Linked DNA regions of Mus musculus: region 1 is linked to region 2. The links are chromatin contacts, called in public HiChIP or PLAC-seq maps. All regions are on one chromosome and are shown on one strand. Each heading gives the region's core, a stretch centred on a gene start, on an enhancer-like site or on the middle of the called end of the contact. The rest is flanking DNA. Distances are from core to core; before and after follow the strand shown.

The links. HiChIP or PLAC-seq counts read pairs in DNA pulled down with a chosen protein or histone mark.
Region 1: a contact with region 2 is called in an H3K27ac HiChIP or PLAC-seq map of embryonic stem cells, with 2.6 times the contacts expected there. The contact joins the promoter of Cdcp2 here to the enhancer-like site in region 2. A contact is called at or near these places in 3 of 39 promoter capture datasets (embryonic stem cells, hematopoietic stem and progenitor cells and neutrophils), 1 of 484 Hi-C or Micro-C datasets (bone marrow-derived macrophages), 3 of 115 datasets of contacts at active chromatin or transcription factors (embryonic stem cells and stem cell-derived neural progenitor cells) and 3 of 9 other capture datasets (adipose tissue, embryonic stem cells and pancreatic islet).

What each region holds. Positions count from the first base shown.
Region 1 is chr4:107,095,199-107,098,769 of GRCm38.p6, forward strand. Cdcp2 (CUB domain containing protein 2) reads left to right here and starts at 1,693. Exons shown (of 4, transcript NM_172873.3): 1 at 1,693-2,588. The coding sequence starts at 2,510.
Region 2 is chr4:106,706,249-106,709,781 of GRCm38.p6, forward strand. Mroh7 (maestro heat-like repeat family member 7) reads right to left here. Exons shown (of 24, transcript NM_001126487.1): 7 at 3,339-3,468; 8 at 2,223-2,318; 9 at 1,503-1,607; 10 at 1,211-1,346. Among named protein-coding and RNA genes, the nearest start is that of Mroh7, 20 kb to the right of the region's middle. Within about 2 kb of position 1,918, at least 49 of the 459 cell types and tissues checked have an H3K27ac peak or open chromatin away from gene starts, as enhancers often do. A contact at or near this core is called in embryonic stem cells, where this site is marked.

The sequences.
Region 1 (3,571 bases), core at 443-2,942, 390 kb after region 2:
TTTCATTACAGGTGAGTAGGAGAGCAGGGTTAACAGCACGCCTTTGGCCCAGGCACACATGGGCCCAGAGGGAAAAGGGCACTCGTTGGCTGTGGGCCTCGGAACGGTTCAGAGCAGATATGTCTGCTGAGCATCTAAGATGTTTGAGATGAGGCAGAGGCAAAGATGAATGTCTTAGGTTTCTGTTGCTGTGATAAACACCAGACCCAAAGCAACGGCGGGGGGGGGGGGGGGGGGGGGAGGGTTGATTTCAGCTCACAGCTCACCGTCCATCGATGGAAGTCAGGGCAAGAGCCCAAGGCAGAGCTGGAGGCAGGGACTGAAGCAAGGGCCCTGGAGTCTTTTTCTCATCCTGTCTCCCTTCCCTCTCTGCAATCCTAGGATTGCTTCCCAAACACACTGCTCAGTCTAAGGTCTTCTTGTGGTAGCGCTCACCCCAGGACCTTGACACAAGCAGGGAGCTTCAGCTTGCTCCCCTGTCTCCTGTGAAACCTACTGTGTGTTGTGCTGGCTGAGAGGCTATGTGCAAGTGAACAGCACCCCAGTAAGTGCCCATTTATCACTCTGCCTGGTTTTCACTCATAAACCATCATTATTTATTATTATTATTATTATTATTATTATTATTATTATTGACAGAGTTTCTCCTCTGGCTGTCCTGGATTATTATTATTATTATTATTGACAGAGTTTCTCCTCTGGCTGTCCTGGAACTCACTCCATAGAACTCAGAGGTCTGCCTGCCTCTGTCCCGTGAGTGCAGGGACTGAAGTCACGCACCACCATCTCCCAGCCCCCCTCATTCACACAGGCAATGCTTGATAAGCAGCTTTACTTCTAAGCCTGCCCAGCAAGTTCCTTGCTTTTCCATCCTGCTCCATGGAAAAGCCAGTCTCTCTGCTCTGACCATTCCTGATGCCCTTTGCTGAACACCTTCCAGGTGGCCTCCTCTGCCAGCAGCCTAGGGCTCCCCTGGGACTGCCTGACAAAAGGACGGGCCAGAGGCGACATGTGCTCTGGCAGATGGACAGCTGGGTTCCTCTTGGGTAGATAAAAAGCGTACTTGTTGTGGTGTGGTGAGCCAGGCTGGTAAGACATCCGTTCCTGGTCTCATTTAATCCTACCGGAGAATAGCAGGCTGCAACTACCTCTTTCTGTGGAGGAAGCTGGGCCTCAGAGAGAATGTCTCACTTTCACAGACCCCTCAACCTGGCGGTAGGGCAGCCAGGACTGACTTCAAGCAATCAGAAACCACAGGCCAGGCTCTGCCCTTCCTAGGAAAGTGGGCACCTGTCCCATTTCTCATCAGTGCCCCCAGGCCTAGAACAGGCTCTGCACAAATGCAACGATTAGAAATAAGGGGGTAGGGGGCTGGGAAGAGATGGTGAAGTCATTTCCACACTCACATTGAGGACTTGAGTTTGATCCTTAGCACCTATCCACCCCAGTAAAGAATTTCAAGCATTTATTTCAGCAGTTGGGAGGTAGAGGCAGCCAGATCCCTGGGGCTCATGGATCAATTCTAGATTCAATAAGAGACTCTGTTTCAAAAATCAAGGTGGATGGTTTCTGGCAAACAGCACTCAAAGTTGGTCTTTGACCTCCACACATCTGTACCCCCCTCTCACCCACACCCACCCCCGTGGGATGGGCTGACTCAAAGGGAAAGACTCCTGGAGGAAAAACCAGATCCCATTTGCTGCTGGACACAGCTCCCCTCAGGACTCTTCTGCAGTCCCAGCTCCCAGCACAGAGCCTGGATGCAGAGCCCTGTAAATGAGTCTCGCGAACCAGTGAAGGCACGGTTCCTGCTCTGGCCACACAGCAGGCTGCGGCCCACGGCTATCACATTAGAAGACTCCCAAGTGCCGATGCTGCTGTTCCTGATGCACTCCCGTCATCAGCCGTCCACAGCTCCTTCTCCGTCCCTCTGAGCTGAGTTCTCACATTGGAAGGAAGCTTGTTCTGTCTGTCCCGAGAACCGTAGGCTCCTTTTGACTCCCTCGGGAGTGGAGAATGGGGAAAGACAGGCGTATGCGCCAGCTGAGCACTAGCTGCATACGTTAGCACGTGCAATCTCATTTCTTTTTCCCAGTAGCCCCAGAAGCAGGGCTGCATGGCTGTGCCAGCTGGATCAGAAGGCCAAGAGGGAGTGAAATGGCTTGATCAGGATCCCCTGGCCAGTGGGAAGCTGAACTGGGATAGATCTGGCCCTGGAATTTAGAGGCCCTTTCTCCACTGTCTTCTTCCAGGCCCAACCTGCTTCCCCTTCCTGATACAGGGTGGCCATTGCAGTTCTCAGTAAGTGTCAACCTGGTGACACCAGATCCGTCACCTCACTGAGGAGTGGAGGAAGCTAGGATCCGTTTACTAATTCAAGGGCCCAATGAATTATTCACACCACCATTTACTTGGAGGCCCTTCCAGCCTCACCTCTCTTTCCCCTCTCAGACCCTTGGATCCTGACCCCTGAACTCAGCCTTTGGTGCAGGGAGCCCCTGGTGAGGAGATGCTAGCTGAGCTGGGGGCCTGCCTACTGCTGGCAATGGTACTGTTGGACTCCGATCCTGGGACCCAAGCCATGGAAGGTAGGTGATCTGGCCACTCACAACGGGGCTGATGGGAGGAGGGTGCAGAGGAAGCAGGGGCTCAGGAAGCCCCAGCCAGAAAGCAGGGGCCACTTTGGAGACCCGGCTGAGTTGAATGTGTGCTGGCTCCTGAGACGTGACTTCTCCAGATGAAGGAAAACAGGGCTCGAGCGAGGGCTTAGGTACAAGGCCACACCATTGTGGCTCATGAAGGGAGTGGCTCAGAGGTGCGGAAGGTCCGCCCACCTCGGGAAGGACCCTCTGAGATCTGGGAGCCCGCCCGCGCCTCCTGCTGCAGCCCGCGGTGCCAGCTTCCTCGCGGTGCCATTTGGTGCCTCTGGTGCTCTGGCTCCAGTGTGTCTGTGTCCTTGCTGGGAACCACGAGGTTCTCTTTCTAAGAATGCCTTGTCCTGCTGTCCCTCTGCCTGGGAAAAAGTTTTTCCTGAAGTTTCTTAGAAGGATTCTGTTTCTCTCTCTCTCTTTTTTTTTTTTTAAAGATTTATTTATTTATTATATGTAAGTACACTGTAGCTGTCTTCAGACACTCCAGAAGAGGGCGTCAGATCTTGTTACAGATGGTTGTGAGCCACCATGTGGTTGCTGGGATTTGAACTCCTGACCTTCGGGAGAGCATTCGGGTGCTCTTACCCACTGAGCCATCTCACCAGCCCTGTTTCTCTTTAAAATAAGTTTCCAATTACATTTATTGTGTGTGCAGGGGGCGTGGGCAGAGGGCGCATGCACACGGGCATTCTGCATCCACGGGGGTCAGAGGGCACGCAGTGGGTCAGAGGGCACGCAGTGGGAGCTGCTTCTCTCCTTCCACCACGTGTGTGTGGGGGTGGGGGGTGGGGAATTAAATTCAGGTGGTCAGGCTCAGTGGTGAGATCCTTTATCTCTGTTCACCCTTAAAGTTTAAGTCATGTCACTTCCTCCGTGAAGTCCTCCCCATCCTTGGTTGGCCTCTGATGCCCCTTCCCCAG
Region 2 (3,533 bases), core at 668-3,167:
AGACCCGGGCAGTGGTGGCACACACCTTTAACCCCATAATCCCAGCATTTGGGAGGTGGAGGCAGGTGGATTTCTGAGGCCAGCCTGGTCTACTGAGGGCTACACAGAGAAACCCTGTCTCAAATATAACCCCCACCCCCCAAAAAAAGACACACTGTAGCCTACTTTTCACCCACCTGTTTAAAAGACATGCATGCCTCCAGGCCAGTGGAGAAATCTCTTAGGAAACATTGCCCCACATGCTAGCAATGAGAAAGAATAGGGACCCCAGACATATCCCAGAAAGTGGGGGGCACGAAGAGAAGAGAGTTCTATTCGACAAGCACCTATGACATGGGACCCTGAGCTGATCTCTTCCCATGAACTCGTTTGAAGAATACCATTTAATATTTCAAAAAGCACTCAACCATAATCCTGTAACAGATGAGAAAATCTAGAAAAATATACAGAAGAGGTCACTCAAGCTGGGAAAGTCGAGAGCCAAAACCAGGTGTGACATGCAGGCCACTCTGCCTTCAGAGTCAGGAGAAACTAGGAAACCAGCCAAGGTTTCCTGGTTGATATAGAATCGGGACTAAGGAGAAAGAACGGCAGGAGGTTGAAGGCAGCCTGGAAACCATCTCATGAGCTCCCTGAAACCTAACCTCAGGCTGTGCTTTCACTTACAGGCTCCAGACTCTAATGTAGGACCTGGTCTTCATTAGGTCCTATGCATATTCACTGAATAAGACCATATGCCAGCCCATGGCTAGACTCAGAAAGAACAGAGAATCCTGCCTTACCCTCATGGCATTACAGTCTAGTAGGAAAGACAGACAAAGGAAGAAGACATCAGGGCCATCATACCTAGGTGCACATGGTACATTAGAAGGAGAAATCAAGGTTGGAACAATATGGGAAAGCTTAGCCAACTGAAGGACAGCTCCTGTCGTGATAGAGTTGTTGTCTAACAGGGCAGTACATGCCTGTAGTCCCAGTACCTGAGACGCTAAGTCAGGAGGATTAAAAGTCAGGGGCCAGAGCTTAAAAACAAACAAACATGAAAAACAATGGCTAGTTTGTACCTCTGCTCCTGGTTCCATGGAGATAGGAGTTTCCCATCAGCTCCTAATCCCCATCTGACCCATTCTGCCTGCCTCCAACTGCCCAGCCGTACCACCATGCTCCCCTCCCTAGCTGTGCAGTGGCTAGGGACCTGACTTGGGCATACGTTTCTGGAGATCCAGGATGGTGTAGAGGATGGTGATGCCGTCCAGAGCCTCCCGTCCGATCTCCTCATCAGGATCCCCGATTCGAAGAAGGAGCCTCCCCAGCAGAAGACCCAGTGTTGGGAAGCCCGAGGATATCTGTGAGTGTCACAATCACAGGGAGGGAGTCTATAGCTACATAGTGCAGGGCAAGAAGACCTGCCCAGCTGCAGAAGATCAACTGAGAAGTCACCGGAATGCCCCCACCCCCGAACACCCACTAAGAATGGCAGGGTCACACCCAGGAACACTCACTAAGAATGGCAGGGTCACAAGTGTGTGGTTCAACACAGAGACGTTGCTGTTCACAGCCCGAGCCCGCTCGTGGGCCTTCCCAGAGTTCATCCAGGGCCCTAGGGGCTGTGGGGACAAGGGAGAGATTCTGCTACCATTGTCTGCCAGCCCCTGCTGTCTGTGGGTAAGTCAGTAATCTGCAAGAAGCTTCCAGAAGAAGAAAGAAGGCAATTTGCCACCGTCTTCCTTCTCTTCCTGAGGATCAATGACAGGTGGGGTTTGAGCTGAGAAGGGGACTCAGAGCAAAGGAAGGGACGGGGTCAATGAAGAGAGAAGAGACATGGATAACAATGGAGAAAGGGGTGGGGCAAGAGCAGTGGCTGTAGGGGAATTGCAGACAGTGACTCAGGAAGCTGAGATAATAGGATCAAAAGTTCAAGGCAGTGCTGGGCAATTCAGTGTGACTGTGTATACAGATAAACAAGGAAAGAGGGAACAGGACTCTGCTGTGGCTCAGAGGTAGAGGGCTTGCCTCGCAGGTACAAGGGTTTGGGTCCAACCCTCAGCGTCACCAAAACTAAATAACAGCGTAAAATACAACATGGAAGCAGGGCACTGGCTCAGGATGACGCCACTCCTTCAGAGCCCACCTCCCACTTGTATGAAGCCATTTTCCTACTTCCTTCTCCCTTTCCCTGCTTGCCCCGTGTCGTCCCCACCCCCCCACCCCCCACGCCGCACCTCCAGGATGCTCTTCAGCCCAGTAGGAGTGGGGTCTTCAATAAAGAGGGCATTCAGAAGTTTCTGCAAGGAATCCAAGGTCTGGTAGTAAAGGATCTGTGGACAGGAGGACAGAGCTGCTGGGAGCTTGTTAGACACCACCGCCCTCTGCTGGCACGACTTGTAACTACAAGGGGCTGCCAGTTCCTTCCACAGCAAGGATTCTGGCCATGACTTTGGGCCCTCTCAGGCCACCAGCTTGAGAATCCAGAACCCAGACGCTATCTTATCTGTCTGTGTGGCCTCACCCCTACCTATTATACAGCACGCCTGTCAGAGTCCCTGTCCCCCCACCCTCCAGTCTTCAGTCACATCACTTATCATCCTGGCAGTTGGCATGGGTTCTGTACAGGTTCTCTGCCACCCTCTTCCAGGAAACCACGTGCTCCATCCACCCTAGGCCATGTTCCTCATCCCATACTCTTTTTGATACCCCATGGTTTATGCTTGCAGCACTGACTACTGCGGAGATTTTTGGGTACTGGGTTCTTTGATGGCATCCATCTCCTCCACCGTCACACTACTGCGAGACTACCGTAGTGACCTGGAGAGGAACATGGCTAATACCTGCTGAGAGAAAGGGTAGCCGAACAGCTGGACCCCCCCTCTCACTCAACATCCCGCTTGACCCTAGCTCTCCTTGCATCTTATACCTTAGTATCCCCTGCTGTGGTACCTCCAGGAATGATTCTGCAGAGACTTAAAGATGCTCACCAAACCCCCTTTGAGGCTCTGTTCTCCAGGTCTCTGCCCAGTTTCCCCCAGTCTTCTTCCATAGAGCACAGTCCTCAGTACTACCCTCTTATCCTGCCCACTTCCTACGGCCTTACAGCATCTATCTATATCCCTGATACAGGACAGGGCCCTCCTAAGGAAGCCATTACTGCAACAGTTCACCCTTCTGCTGAATAGCTATCAAGTATCTGTTCAGACTGTCGCAGGTGACGTGAGGTGCTCCGGGCCACTCAGCCAAGGAGTAAGGGAGACCATCTATAGAAAGCCCCCACTCACCCCTGAACCTTGTCCCTTCTGAGGATGTCCCCAAACCTAAAGCCGAACCAGGAGGGTCCAGCTCACCTGGATGACTTCGGCCTTGGACTCGTCCTTCTCCTGCATGGCCTGCACGGAGGGCAGTGAGAACACGCTCCGCACACAGGTGTTCACCAGCTCCACCCTCTCCCGCACGCTCAGGATAGGCTTGGTGTGACTGAGAGAGACAGGATGCCAGGTGTGGAGTGAGGGGGGGGGCAGAGGATGCAGCATGGGGAAGGG